3 separate regions of the Mus musculus genome follow, and all the other regions are linked to region 1. Evidence: chromatin contacts called from public HiCAR-type and promoter capture Hi-C data. All regions are on one chromosome and are shown on one strand. The core of a region is the stretch at or near the end of the contact, and the rest is flanking DNA. Distances in the headings are between cores, read along the strand shown.

Evidence for each region. Promoter capture Hi-C pulls out the DNA fragments that hold promoters and counts their contacts. HiCAR-type assays count read pairs that join an accessible place to other places.
Region 2: a promoter capture Hi-C map of liver shows a contact between it and region 1, with 8 times the contacts expected there. The contact joins the promoter of Soat2 here to the promoter of Smagp in region 1. A contact is called at or near these places in 4 of 39 promoter capture datasets (embryonic stem cells, hippocampal neurons, liver and 1 more) and 1 of 115 datasets of contacts at active chromatin or transcription factors (embryonic stem cells).
Region 3: a contact with region 1 is called in a HiCAR-type map of astrocytes, with 4 times the contacts expected there. The contact joins the promoter of Tns2 here to the promoter of Smagp in region 1.

Annotation. Positions count from the first base shown.
Region 1 is chr15:100,634,457-100,639,480 of GRCm38.p6, reverse strand. It overlaps Smagp (small cell adhesion glycoprotein), which reads left to right and starts at 2,541. Exons shown (of 4, transcript NM_174992.4): 1 at 2,541-2,922; 2 at 3,226-3,294. The coding sequence starts at 3,261.
Region 2 is chr15:102,147,974-102,152,997 of GRCm38.p6, reverse strand. It overlaps Soat2 (sterol O-acyltransferase 2), which reads right to left and starts at 2,423. Exons shown (of 15, transcript NM_146064.1): 1 at 2,286-2,423; 2 at 1,837-1,892. The coding sequence starts at 2,364. Igfbp6 (insulin-like growth factor binding protein 6) reads right to left here. Exons shown (of 4, transcript NM_008344.3): 2 at 5,020-5,024; 3 at 4,774-4,896; 4 at 3,486-3,818. The coding sequence ends at 3,696.
Region 3 is chr15:102,100,167-102,105,190 of GRCm38.p6, reverse strand. It overlaps Tns2 (tensin 2), which reads right to left and starts at 2,257. Exons shown (of 29, transcript NM_153533.3): 1 at 2,030-2,257; 2 at 553-661. The coding sequence starts at 2,104.

The DNA.
Region 1 (5,024 bases), core at 1,292-3,791:
CAGAATTTGAGGCACATACAGGATTTTCCAGTAAGTGTGTCCACATAGGAGCTGGGGTTCTGTGTTTATATCTGGGAGTAATTTTTCCATTCTACTTTTGTGTACAGTATACTGTCCAGCACAGGGAGAGGCTGGTAACCGAGTTATTTTTTCATCCATCAAGAAAATGCTTCCGTGATCAATACTTCCCCAAACCCTTTTGAGTGCAGATGAGCCTGTCTCTACCCAGCACAGGCCTCTGGAGGACAGTCCTTCCTGACCCTGTGATGAACATATAGGTTCACACACAGTGGCCCGGGATAAGCAAGCAAGCAAGCAAGCACACACGGTGATGGAGGGTCCATGTCGGGGCACAGCTTCCTGTACCCAAACCCTTAGGAATCATCATCTTCCGAAATCAAGCCCTCTTTTTCTCACTTTGAAAGACTGCCCTTCACAGCTCTCTATACAGTAGTCCTGGGAGGGTGCCTCCCGAGAGATTTTCAAATAACCCCACTGCCGGCTCTGCCCGTTCTAGCTCTCCCCCAGGCACTCCCTCCTGTGGCAGTCAGGATCACTACTCCAGGCTAACTAGGGTGTCATGGAAGGGTAAGAACGGGCTGGGAATAGAGGCACCTCTGCTCCAGGTCCACCATCTGACAAACCCTCAGGCTGCACGGGCACTTGAGTTGGTAGCATGCTTGTCTAACATCCTCGGAGGCCTGGATTTGATTCCCCAGCACTACATAAACCAGGCAGGTGGGCAGACACCTACCTGCCAAGATCAGTCCTCGGAGGTGGGAGGACCAGAACTTCAAGGTCAGCTTTTGCTATGTGATACAGGTGCTGCTGTCTTTAAAAAAAAAGTCTGGAGAAACCCAGTTCAAGCCTTTTGCTTATGGGGTTTGCTTTGTCTTTGTCTCTCCCCCCCCCAATAAAATGGGAACTCTTTGGGGGAGTAGGCCATGTCCAAGTTGTAGGACTTCCTGTCTGATGGGGGTGGGGGGTAAGTCAGTAACTGCTACAACAGAGGCACAGCTAGAGTGGAAAATGCACTACGCTGTGAACATGGTACTTTACTGCGATCCCAAGGAAGCATCCAAGGGGGAAGGAAAGGGCCCACATGCTTGGGTAGTGTGGACAGTCTCAGCCGGGAACTGAACAGTTGGCCCAGACATCATCCAGGAAAAAGGCAAGGACACAGAACACGGCCACCCCAGTAGAAGCACAAGGAAGCCAATAAAGCCAGGCGAAGATAAATGTCACCTGTCTCTTGTCTGCCCTGAGGTCCCTAGAGGTCTGTTGACAAAAGCATGGCTGCTTCAGTTTCCGAGGCTTAAGTTTCACTCTTGGAGAAGACTGGCTGTCCATGTGAGACCGTGTCCATCATCGATTCACTTGACTCCTTATGGAGGTCTGACACAGACGCATCCTGAGTCCCTGCTCCCCAGACTCTGGACAGTGTTGACAGGCTGCGTCTGGGTATAGACTGGGTGTCATGTGCCAACCTGTCGTGCCAGCAATACCAAAGCTGAGGCAGTGGGTCCTAACCTGAGGCCAGCTTGTGGTTTCTGGGAAACTCAGTTGTTAGCTTTACAAGGCAGTTAGGTATCTTCACTGACTAAGCTTTCTCATCAGCCCCAGCAAAGTTTTAAGTGAGCCTGCCGGTGCCGGTGGAGGCCAGAAGAGGGCATCAAGATCTCCTGAAACTGAATCACAGGACGTTGTGAACTACTGGGAGCCTTTCTCCAGCTAACCCCTCTCCCCCCCTCCCCCGCCCCCCAAAGCAACTTTTAAAGGTTATATTTTAAAGAAAAAAAAAAAAAAAGACATGAAAGCCAAGTGTGGTTGGTCAGGTCCGACCCTCAGTGAGCTACCCAGGTAACCTGGCCAGTGTTTTTTGAGCACATTATCATGTGCTAGGTGAGGTTCTAGGCAACTCATTGGAGCTCCGCAATAACCCTAACCCTGAGTTCACACAGCTTTGCCCAAAGAATCAGAAGTAACCTGCGCTAGCTTACACAGCGGGACCACCTCCAGAGCCTGTTATATAGAATTATTGCCTCTTAGTCAACGAGTTCCTCTAGTTAATTTGGGAGCATTTCCTGTCACTGACGTGAGTCCAACTGCTGCTAAAGTACAGCACTGATGAATATTTAAATCAAGGCGCTTGCCTCGGGCTAGGACCAAGGCTGTAAAACGGCCTTACGGGAATTGCCACTTTCAGTCCCCATTTTAGGGATGAGGAAACCGACTACTGAGGTGTTCAGGAATGTGCCCACAGCCACCCAGCTGGCAAGCACTTACGCTGGAGCTTTTAATCCTAAACAGCCCACAGCCACACCTCCTACCCTCTCCACGCTCCACCGCCTCCTGGGAAGGTCGCACGCGGAAGGTCCAGGTGGCCCCGGGAGGTGCTCGGCTAAGTCGCCCCGAAGTCGCGGACTCCAGAGGGCCCACGCGTGACTGAGCTCCCGCGGGACACGCCCCTCGCTCGCCCTACAGCTGGCGCTGCCGACCCCGGCCGAGCCCGGCACGGGGGCGGAGCGGCTCCGGACAGTGGCCTTTCCTCCCGGGGGAACCTGCTGAGGGCGGCCCCGAGCTCCTTCCTGTCCCTCCCACCGCGGTCCGGGCTCGGCGGCCGCTCGGCGCGGGGTCCCGGGCGCGGCTCCGGCGACTCTCGGCCGCTCCCACCCCGGCGAGTTCAAAAGGACGCGCGGCGCCCGGCCCTGCCCGCCCGTCGGACTGGAAAGGTGAGCGCGCTGCGCGGAAGCCCGGAGCCCGCACTCGGCCGCCGCGCGCCTGCGACCTGACCCGCACGGGTACTGCGCGGCTGCAGGGACACTCGACGGCCAGGGCGCGGGCCCGGGGCACGCGGGATCCCCGGGGAGCGGGGCGCACCCAGCGGACGGCTCGGCGGGGCTCCTGGCCCTGGAAGCCCAGGTAATGCAGGTGGCTAAGGGACCCGGATCGCTCATGGGCGCAACCGGGCCGACCCTTGCTTAACTTTCCCAGGCCTGGGGAAAGGGTCACCAACGCCACCCATTCCCCGACCCTGCGACCAGGGTCAGCTCTTGGGGGAAGGATTTGTTTATGGAAGCTGATTAGAACCGAAAGGAAGAGAGTGGATATATCCAGGGGAAGGGACTCGGGGAAAACCTGGCGCCCGAGGCTCTCCTGGGATCTACAAGCCCTGCGACCTCAGGAGCCCGTCCACCTCATTCTTGTCCGTCCTTCTTCCCACAGATCTGACCCTACGAAATAGCCTGCCCTCAGCAACGATGAACAACCTACCGGCCACACCTTCTCCTGAAGGTAGGTGATGAAAGTTATGGAGTAGGGGGGCTGTTTAAGAATTCCCACCCCAGAACAGGTCTTGGAATTCCGCGAGGCCTCACTCAGTGTAGACTGGAAGACTCACCCATCCCCACCCCACTCCACCCCACCCTACCCCTACCAACCCGCTGTCGGGCCTCACGCAGGAAAAAGCTCCAAGAAAACAGAATTCAACTTCAGTGTGCCCTTTTGCGCTATTTTATTCTCAAGTCTGGACCGGACCAATTCCAAGCACTGCGAGTCACCTGGGTTTAGGAAGTTCTTTGATGCCCAAAGGAGCCATTTTTACATTCACCCCAGTAGTTAAGTAAAGGAGAAAGGGAATCTTCTAAAGATAACCGGGAGGACTCGTGATGTCGCTTAATTGGTAGAGAACTTGAGATGAAACCCATTTTGATGGCTTGTGCCTGCAGTCCCTGCAACTTGGGACGTAGAGGCGGGAGTACCAGAAACTCAAGGTTATCCTCAGCTAAATAGTGAATTTAAGTCTAGCCTGGGCTAGAGGGATGTGGGGTGTGTTTAAAAATTCTAGGAGCCAGGTGGTGAATTGAGTCTCACCTTTCCTTTCCTAATCAGGCTGGTTCTGGCGCGCTGACGGATATTTACATATTAATTGGTTTCACCTTGTGCCAGCCTGGGTGTGGGAGGAACTAACTTGTTTTCTTATGTATAGAACAAACGTTCACTTTGAGGGACACTGTTTTTTGCTGATATGAAGTTCGGGGAGGGAGAACCCGGGGAAGGCAAAATCTGAGGCAGTTTCTCCTGGAACTAGTGGAGCACGTGATTCAGACTGCTGCTTGGTGAGAAGTGGTGGGCAAAGAGGAACGGAGGACAGCCCTTCAGGCTGGTGGGTAAAGGCTCTGGAGTGGGAGGCGAGCTTTGCAACAAAGTCTCTAGAAGAGTGAAGTGAGGCTCAGTGTTTACCCCTTCCCGTCTGGTTATTTCATCTAGCACAATACTTCAAGGGACATCCATGCCGTCTGTTCTGGTTGACATTTGCTTTTACTTTTAATTCTTCTGGATGTATATCCCAAAGTGGAGTTGTTGTTAATATATAGCAATTGATATATTTGAAAAGAACCATGATAGAGTTTTTCTTAGTAGCTGTGTTATTTATATCTCCACCAGCAGCATACAAAGGTTCTGATTTCTCCACACCCTCTCTAACAGGTGTGTGTTATTCAGGGCAAGTGTGGCACTAGTGTCTTAGTGGGTGGGAGATGGTGTCTCGTTGTGACTTTGTTTCCCTAGTGACTAGTGATGTCCAAGCATGTTCTTGTGTGCTTGTTGGTCACCTGGACATCTGGAGAAAAGTGTCTTGTTGGAGACTATGTCCGTTTCTGATTGTTTTGTTTTGTTTTTCGAGACAGGGTTTTTCTGTATAGCCCTGGCTATCCTGGAACTCACTTTGTAGACCAGGCTGGCCTCAAACTCAGAAATCCTGCCTCTGCCTCCCAAGTGCTGGGATTAAAGGCGTGCGCCACCACTGCTCGGCACTATGTCTGTTTCTTAAACATTTATTTATTCATGTTGTACATATGTGTGTCTGTGTGCACTTGTGTGTTGTCCCCCCTCTTCAGCTTGCACATGCTGGAGGTCAAAGGGCAACTTTCTGGAGTCAGTTCTCTTCTTCCACCACCTGGGTTTCTAACTCAGGTCCGGCTTGGCAGCAGGTGCCTTCACCTGGGGACCAACTCACTGGCTCC
Region 2 (5,024 bases), core at 1,174-3,673, 1.5 Mb before region 1:
TAGAGCATCAGTGAGAATAAAGAGCCATAGCAGGAGCAAACACCTGTGGTCCAGCTGTTCAGGAGGCTGAGCAGGAGAGTGGCGATTTTGAGCCCAGCTCAATGACAGCAGGGGAGAGGCTGTTAGTCAGGTGGCCTCCAGTCCTCAATCATTGACCTCTGAACTGTGACCTCACTAGCAGGAAGATCTCACCAGCTGGCTGTGGTTCTTGCCCAAAGGCCACTGTTTTTTTTTGTTTTTTTTTTTTTGTTTGTTTTTTTGTTTTTTTGGTTTTTGGAGACAGGCTTTCTTCGTGTAGCCCTGCCCTCAGACTCACAGACTTTCGACTGCCTCTGCCTCCCAGGTCCTGGGTTTAAAGTCATGTGTCACCACCGCCCAGCTAGCCCAGTTCTTTTTTTTTTTTTTTTTTTTTTTTTGGTTTTTGGTTTTTGAAGACAGGGTTTCTTTGTGTAGCCCTGGCTGTCCTGGAACTCACTCTGTAGACCAGGCTGGCCTCGAACTCAGAAATCCACCTGCCTCTGCCTCTGCTTCCCAAGTGCTGGGATTAAAGGCATGCGCCACCACACCCGGCTCAAGCCCAGTTCTTTTTAATTTATAGTTGTAAGCAAACCTAACAGATTATTTATCTTAAGTGTGTGTGTGTGGGGAACGCCAGGGCCAAGAAGTGGGAGTGGGTGGGTGGGGGAGCAGGGCAGGGGGAGGGTATAGGGGACTTTCAGGATAGCATCTGAAATGTAAATGAAAAAATATCTAATAAAAATTGAAAAAAAATTGTGGATAGGGGAAAGAAATCTAGGTTGGCATTATCCAAACAATGTTACCAGACAATTTAAGTGAGGTTTTTGAATATTTATACAAAAGCTGCGGCTGCTAAGATATTCCAGTGGGTAAAATAATTTACTATGTAAACCTTGTGACTTGATTTTGATCATGAACTCACAGTGGAAGGAGAGAGCTGACTTCTAAAAATTACACAGACATATACAGACACACAGATACACACAGACATACACACACACAGACAGATACACACATACAGACACACACAGAGACAGATACACGCATACAGACACACACAGACATATACACACAGACACACACACACACACGCAGAGAGATACACAGATGCACACAGAGGAATGCACAGACACACACAGACAGACACACATAGACACAGTACTACTACTACTACTACTACTAATAATAATAATAATAATAATAGGGCTAGAGAGATGGCTCAGTGGTTAAGAGCACTGACTGCTCTTCCAGAGGTCCTGAGTTCAATTCCCAGCAGTGGCTCACAACCATCTGTAATGGAATCTGATGCCCTCTTCTGGTGTGTCTGAAGACAGCTACAGTGTATCATATACATTAAATAAATAAATAAATAAATAAATAAATAAATAAATAAATCTTAGATAAATAATGATTGGGGGGGTTTGTTTGTTTGTTTGTTTGTTGAGACAGGGTTTCTCTGTGTCGCCCTGGCTGTCCTGGAACTCACTCTGTAGACCAGGCCTGCCTCTGTCTCCCAAGTGCTAGGATTAAAGGCATGTACCACAACTGCCTTGGCTACTTTTTATTTCTTAGACAGGGTTTTCTGTAGCCCAATCTGGTTTGGATGTTATTGTGTGGCCAAGGGTGACCTCAAACTACGGATCACCTGGTCTCTACTTCCCAAGTGCTAGGATTACAGCTGTATGCCATCACACCAGTTGCCATCACACCAGTTGCCATCACACCAGTTTTATGTGGTGCTGCGCATCAGGTAGATTGGCACTCTACAAGTTTAGCCACATCCCCAGCCTGTCCTTTATGACTGCCGTGATCCCTCACCTCCATATGTCGAGTCCATTGCACCAAGTCTGGGGTTCCGTGTGTCCTTGCGTTCCCTAGGAGGAAGAACCAAAGGGGACTCACTAGGGAGGAGTTAGGTGTTCTGTGTGCTCACAGCCTCCGTTCCCAGTCAATATTTAGAATCGTGGGTAGAGCCACTAGCCAGGGAAGTGACACACACAGTGGCGAGAAAGAGCCTGATGCAATTGCTGGAAACAGGGGACCCAAAACAAGGAAGTACTCCATTCACCCCTAATGAAGGCCAAACCACGCTCTGAACATTTCTCCATTGCCAGTCCGCGTGCTGGGGGGAAAAGGGCAGAAACTGCCTTCTCTGGCTTCCCAGAACAGCCAGAGGAAAGGAAGTGGCCTTAGCGGCTAGCTCTTACACACACCCATCTCAGGCCCGCCTGAGTGTCTGGAGCGTGGGGGATGGGAGGGCGGCTCACCTTCTCCTCCACGGGCTCCCTTCTCCTGCTCCTCTCCCAGCCCTTCTCTCCTCCGAAGCTGGGGCACCTTTGGCTGCATGGTGCCAGTGTAGAGCGGACAGCACACAGCTGTTGTCTGTCTTCTTCCTTTCTTTCTTTCTCAATCTACCTACAGAGCTTGTGTCCCACTCAGAGATCTGACAACTCCAGGGACTAAAGTCCTTTCCGGAGCCCCGTTGAGGGTTAGATAGGTTATCTGCAGGCAGTGTTTCTCATACTCTGGCCCTGCCTGTGGCTTTCACAGCTCTCTCACCACAACCACTATGATCAGCTTCACGCTATTGCTATTTCACTTTCGGGAGTGAGTCTGTGCATCAGGTTGTGAGGGGGACTTTGCTTCCCCGAGGCTTATCACATAGCTTGGCTCTTCCTGGCTCTCTCTACCAAGACTGAAGGTCAGGGAGGGACCAGAAACATCTTCGTGTACCTTGTAGTCATTTTTCTGAGGGCACAGGATGAGGCCTGTAGTGACATGTGTGTGCAACAATATTTTTGTCAGGAGCTCTATTTGTGTCATGTGTGATGGTCGAGGCCCCTCAGTGTCAGCTCTTCCCTACACCTTGGGTTACCACATAAGCAGAAAGGGCAGACACACACTTATTCAACAGTAAATAGCGCCAGGGGTTGCCTTGCCTACCTATGTAACTTCAGGAAAGTGGACCAAACTTTTTAAGCTTCTTCTGAAAAAAAAAAAAAATTATGGGACAAAATGTCCCTACGTCATCAGGTGATTGCCAGCACAAATAAGGTAGTCTGGAGGTAGTCTGGATAAACCATACAGAGCCTGAGCACATTTGTTTCTTTCTGGTAGGCAGTAGGGCAGGTGAGTGCCTTGGGAGTTCCACTTTGGCAAATTCCTGCTGGGGATTAACTATTAATCCTCCTCCTCCATCAGTCCAGAGGTCAGTGATAGAAGCAAGATTGTAATCACTGTGATCTCGGACTGAGGCCAGGATCTCAGTCAGTCCCACAAGGGAGCTCCGGGTGGGTATCCGGGTGAGGATAAAGAAAGGGCTTGCTGCCTGTGGCAGTGGCAGTCTACTGTATTCCAAGGGCAATGGAAGAGGCTGGCTGTGCTCTGCAGGGAAGGTAGAAACACTATGACCAATGGGAGACAGTGAGCACGAGGCCCCAGATCTGAATGAGACAGACGCAGAGACGTAAGCCAGAGACACCCCCCCAATACTGTTTTATTAGTACACAAGCCAACAGCAATCTTTCTAACTAGCTGTGTAAAGGCCCAAGGGTGACAGGGACAATGGGGTGGGGCGTGAAGGTGGGTCTTGGGGCACAGAGTTATTCATTGCTTCACATACAGCTCAAATGACAGCCCCCTGTTCCTGCTGGCGTCCTGGAGGCTCCCTCGGGGCTTCACCCACTGCTCCTGGCAGAGCACTGAGTGCTTCCTTGACCATCTGGAGACACTGGCAAAGGCTGGCCCATCGGATCCACACACCAGCAGGGGCCACGGCGATTCCCCTGCGAGGAACGACACTGGGGAGAGAGGTGCAGGTCAGGGTGAGGTCCAGGCTTTGAGCAGGAAAGCATCTGAGAGCTCTTAGTTGCTTTACCTACTGAATAGGGCCCACTCTGCTAGGCCAGAGCAATAGCTTTCAAAATGCAGTTTCTGTCAACAGCCCAACATCACTTATGTTAGAAACTTGTGTTCACAGGCTAGCCCAGACCTACTGAGTCACAAAATGCAGAAGGGGCTCCACCAGCACCAGCTCAGACGCCTCCAGGTGATTCCCCAGGGCTCCCATTTGAGGCCACCACAAGGCCTTATCCTAGAAGAGACTTTAAGTCTCCCATTGCAATTGTTGGCCTTTGTTTTTCTTTCAGATCACGCTAGAGATGGAGCCCACAGTACTGCTAAGCAGAGCTTTGCCAACGAGCTATAAACTTCTTTTCATTTTACATTTTGTTTTGAGACAGAGGCTCGTGAAATTTCCCAGGCTGGACTTGAACTCACTCAGAATTCTAGGAGCCTGCCTGGTCCAGGCTTCCTCAAGTCCATGGAAAGATCTCCTGTGGAAATCTCCAGCCCTCTGTCTTCCTACCAGCCCTTCACTTGTAGCCTAGGCAAGTCTTGAAGTTACAATCTTCCTGATGTTTTTCATATCTATGTGGGTCTTAAAATTGGAAGAAATAGTTTTGTGTGTGTGTGTGTGTGTGTGTGTGTATCCATCCTTTTTTTGGTTGCTGTTTGGCTGGTTTTGGTTTTTCCAGACAGGGTTTCTCTGTGTAGCTCCGGCTGTCCTGGAACTCACTACATAGACCAGGCTGGCCTCGAACTCACAGAGATCCACCTGCCTCTCTCCACCACCTGGCTGTTGTTTTTGGAGACATGCTCCAGCAGAACCAGCATCCTTTTTGCAGCTTTGCATCAAGTACCCTTCCTCACTGCCGCGCACAGAGCTTGCACAGAGGACAGGCAGCTTCTTCTCACCTGCTGCTTTCGGTAGAAGCCTCTGAGGTCACAGTTTGGCACATAGAGCCCACGTGCTCCGCCTCGGAAGACCTCAGTCTGGAGCTGCTGCAGTACTGAATCCAAGTGTCTGCGGCAGGGGCCCTAGAGAAGGACAGGGGTGGGTGAGGGCGGTACTCAGGATTCTAGGAGCCTGCCTGGTCCAGACTTCCTTGAGTCCAGTGGAAATCTCCAGCCCTCTGCCTTCCCTACCACCCCCCCACGCACCATCT
Region 3 (5,024 bases), core at 1,008-3,507, 1.5 Mb before region 1:
TTCTGCTCTGGAGTAAGGGAAGAGGGCCGGGGGTTGGGGTCTAGGATGAATAGAGGTGAGGAGGGGAAAGAGGAAGAGGAGGAAGAACAGTAGGAGGAAGAAGAGGAGGAAGAAGAAAAGGATGAGGAAGAAGAAGAGGAACAGGAAGATGAGGAGGAAGAGAAAGGGGAGGAAGAGGAAAAAGAGGAGGAGGCAGAAGAGGAAAAAGAGGAGGAGGAAGAAGAGGAAAAAGAGGAGGAAGAAGAGGAAAAAGAGAAGGAAGAGGAAGAGGAAGAAGAGGAAAAGGAGGAGGAAAAGGAAAAAGGAGGAAAAAGAAGAGGAGGAAGAAGAAAAAGAGGAGGAGGAAGAAGAAGAGGAGGAGGAGCAAGAGGAAGGGAAGACCCTAGTCACAGGTAAGGATGGGAAGGTGGTAGAGTCACAAATCTCCTGGGCTGTGGCAAGGTGGGTGTCAAGAAGAGTGAGGGCATTTGTTTCTGAATTTGCCTGTCTCTAGAGCCTGAGCCACACAGAAGTGCTGCCTGGAGGGCTCAGGCACCAAGAGCACCACCTCACCTCGGCAGGAGACACCGGTCCCATCGATGGTCACCTTACACACTGCACACACTGGAGTTTTCTTCCGGAAAACCTTCTCCCGGAAGCTGTGTGGTTCTGCTTTCCTCGGCTGCGGGTGGGATGACAGACAAATAGGGGTATGTGTTCCTAGTGGGCTCATCTCCAAGGCTGGGCAGGGACCTTTCCTTAGAGCGATGCTGCTTCCCTCTCTTCCAGCCAAAAGTCTGTGAACTCTAAGGCACACTTGGCCACAGCTGTTTCAGGGTAGTCATGAGGCCTGTCCTCTACAGGGCTTGGAATGTGACCCCTTGCGTCACCTTGGCTGGGTCAACTCCTCCCTAAGGGTTCACTCAGGACTTCTCACGTGGCGGAGCTATGTGATGTCCTTGTCACACACACCCCCACTTCCAATGTGAGGGCTTTCTGAATCTTGGCAGAGTGGGGGGTCTGACTCTCCTCCCATCTTGCCCTCCCCACAAGAGGCTTGTATACTGTGAGCTGACGGCCAGGACACACAAGCACTATCACATAATACCCAGACTGACTGCAGCCAGTTCTGAGCCCCTGGCTCTCAGTGTCCCCAAGCTCCAGGCAGCTAATATGACCCCCTCCCCCACGGTCAGAACAACATGTTTACTCTCTGTGCACTGAGGCGGCAGGCAGCAATTGTCTAAGACGTTCGCTCGGAAGGAGGAATAGCAGTGGGGACACACAGGCAGCTGCCTCGCTGCCTCTGCATGTTATGACAGGGGTGGCCAGGTTCTCCGGATGCCCCCTCCCCACCCAGAGGTAGTGAGGTCAGTGGCTGGCTGGGCTGCCACCAGTTGTCCAGGTCCCCCTTAGTCCCTACTCACTGCAAGTTTTCACTGCAGTTCTGACCCCTCCCACCCCAGTTCATCCCTCCTATCTAGAGTCTGTGGACAATCTCCCTCACTCCTCCCACCACTCCACTGCACATTCTTCACCGCTGTGTGTTCAAGCTCCCGCTGTCCCCTCCTCTCCCTGGATCTGCCCACCGTAGTGTGAAGAGGAGAATAACATGGGAGCAGCGTTGGTCCCTTAACGACTGGGGGCGAGACCCACCAGGACACTTGGACGCACTTGTGGATGATGACGTCGTGTGCAGATGACGTCAGTAGAAGGCACCCTCCCTTCCCTCATTGCCTTCTTCCCATACCTTTTCCCTCAAGCTTCCCCCGGAGGTCAGGGCTTGAGCTCTTAGCTGAACCCTCGGGGCCTATCCAGGCTCAAGCCAGGAAATACACAGAGAAGTCAAAACAGATGCTAGAATCACACTGCTACCCTACCCTAGCCACCTCAGGGGGTCAGGCGAAAGAAAGAGGAGGGGGATGCTGAGCCAGCCAGGAGAAGAGGCTGAAACTAGGAAGAGGGTCTGGTCTGGCCTGAATCCTGGCCCTCCCGCCTTGTCCGCACCTCCACCCTGCCCCACCTTTGCCCAGCTGGTGGGCACTCCTACCCTGCTGGTGGCCCGGCTGCTGTCCCTCCTCCCCAGGGCTCTGAGCAACCTTTCCACAGGGCCGCTGGACTTCATGGTGTCTGGCTGGCTGGACTCTTGGCTGCAGGGCCTGAACAATGCTGGGGCCTGGCCTGGGGCTTCCTGGAAGCAGCCTGCCGAGGCAGCCGCTTCCCTTGGGTGGAGGGGAGGCTGTCTGGCTGGTGTGTGGAGAAGCCTGGCCCTGGAAGTGGAGGGAAGTGCAGGCGGGAAGGGGGCAGGTCGCTGCTCCAGGAAGTGGGGTGGGGGAGGATGTGGGGGAGGCCAGGAGATCAGATTCCCAGGATCTACCCTGCTGGGAGTGTCAGCCTAAGATCTCTGGCTCTCCCCATCTCTGGAGCTGCCTCCCACCCAGTGGGCCACTGTGTGCAGGGGGTCTGCAGTCCTGAGATCCAGCCCTGGAATCAGCCAGTGGCACAGGGTGGGAATTCAGGTCTCAGGGCAGGGCTCAAGGGCCAGTGGAGAACACTGTGTCCCCGGCCAGTCTCTAGCCTGAACCCTCATGCTCCCTTGGGATTTCCTGTGGGAAGGGAGTGTTGCTGGGAACCAGTACCCCTGACAGCCCAGCACTCCACATCCTCAGGGTGAAAGAAAGTTAGGGATGAGGGCTAACTTCCCTGTCAGACGGGAGAAGGATCTTATAGTACCCTCCTCAACGCCAAGTTCCAGCGGGAAGGGCTAAGGGCTTACAGGAATGGTCCATCTTGCTGTAACCCAAAGCACTGGAGGTTCCTCCTGAACACCCCAGCTGCTCCTCTCCAGATACAACCCACAGTTCCTGGCTTAGCTCCCAGATCCTGCACCTGAGGTTCTACTGGGGACCCCACCCGCCCACCAGAATCTGAGCGCTACCTTCATGGCTCTTCTGGCCTGTCTCTCCTTCCTCTGTGGCTGTCACTGGACCCGAGGACTGGACAGGAGGCCCCCTCCCAACACATACTCCACCCTCTCTAGGGCCTCCTGCTTCCCTCCTGGGAATAGGGCCAACTTCCTGTCCCAGGAGTCAAGGGAAGGAGGTGTATGGGGCCCTTGGAAAGGATGGAACAACCTTCCTACAACAAGGGTCAACAGCCTGGGGGTTCCCAGCCCAAGCTCTAGACAGCAGCCTTTGGAATGCTGTAGCTAGCTGTCATTTGAAAGAATGTACACCGTGTCACCCTCATTTGCATGGTATTTACTGAATGTCCCAGTGCAACTCCTCCAGTTCTGGCACCTCTTGCAGGGTCCCACAGGACTCTCCTCTTTCTGCCTCACGCCCATCTGACAGATGAAGGGCTGCTCTAGTCCTCCCCAGGGATCCTTCAGAAGACCTGTCAGACTGAAGAGTCTGAGGCCTCTTCCCGCTGCATGCCTGTTCTCTAGGAAGCCCATCGTTGCCAGTGTACCCTGGCTAGAAGGCCCTGTGAGTGGCAAGGGGTGGGGCACCGTGCTGTAACTGGAGAGGGCCCCTGGCTCTGCAATCCCCACCTGAGTTCTGGCTGTGTCCCAGGACATTCCAGGCCGATGGCCAGGTGGGCAACCGGGGCTGTCCTGATTCCGCACCCAGCCCTGCTGGGGAAGATGGATCACTGCAGCGCCTCCCCTGATCAATTTTTTTTCCCCTCTGCTCCTATGGTACATGGGCCTACATCTGCAACCTCTGGTGGGACTGAAAGTCTTTTCCTCTGGAACAGGTTCCCAAACAGCCTCTGCCCTCACTGAACTTACACTGCCCACCTAGATCTAGAAAGTTAAGTGTCTAGTTGGCTCTGCGCGTCCCCACCGCAGGGAGTGTGGAGTATTTCTGAAAGTAGCTGAGGGCAAACAGTGCCTGAGGAATGGCAGCATTACCAGATCCTCACCTCCCACCTCCTGCCTGGAATATTCCAGAGCTCTTTTGATTCTCCCCAGCCGGGCCCCCTCTCACTCTGAAGCCTTGGGTTTGTTTGGAGAAACCCCTCCACCCACCCACACACCCCTCCTTCCTGGAAATAGCTGTGGTTGGATGAGAGGCCCGGAGCCGGGCCACAGAGGAGTGAGGCCCAGTAAAGGAGGGAGGGGAAGGGAGGTAGGATTCAAGGGTGTGTCTAGAGGGACCTAGGGGGTATCTAGGTAGGGCAGAAGTAGAAAAGGGTTAAAAGGAGAAATCAGCTTCATCTGTGTCTGCATTCTGCCTCAGTGTCTCAGATAGAGAAAACAGAGAGGAAAAAGTTTGCATGCACTCTGCCAGGCCAGGGCCGCAACATTGATGCCAGCTGCCGCGGGCATCTTGTGTTCAAAGTGCGCTTGTGGCTCGAGCTAGAGAGGTACGCAGAGAGTGGCCTGAGCCAACAGTAGTGCACAGTGGGACGCAGGAAGGCGTGGCGGCCTGAGCTAGGTCCACAGCCGCGCCCCGCCCCCTGGTCACCTCTAGTATCTTCAACTGTCCCCTAGCTCACCGAGACCCGGAGGGGAGGGCACGGGCCGCGCCCAATGCTCCCGGACCCCCAGTGGCTCCGCGCCCCCTGGTGCCCGTCCCTGGCTCGGACCGCGCGCTGTGACGCAGAGGGCCGACGCTCGCCCGCGCTCCCGTCCAGCGTGGCGCAGCCACTCACCTGTGGGGGGCGCCCAGAGGGCCGGGGGCGCGGCGAACTGGGGCAGCAGCAGGGGGCGCCCCCGGACCAGCCCATCCCGCCTAGCCGCGCCGCGATACGCGGAGGCGGCGGCGGCGGCAGCGGCGGCGGGACGGGCGCTCAGCTGGCTCCCTCCCGCCGCGCCCTGCGCCGGCTGCCTCCTCCCGCCCTCCGGCTCCCTCCTTCTTCCTGGGCTCCAATCGCCACCTTCCACCCGCTCCCCGCCCGCGCCTCCTCCTTTCTCCCTCTTCTCCTCCCACTGTCCTCCGTGCGCGCCGAGGCAGGCTCCGGCTGAGACTCGCAGACGGAGCGGCAGCCAGAGCCCGAGTGGGATCGCACGTGGGAGGACAGCCCCGGGAAGCCTCAGG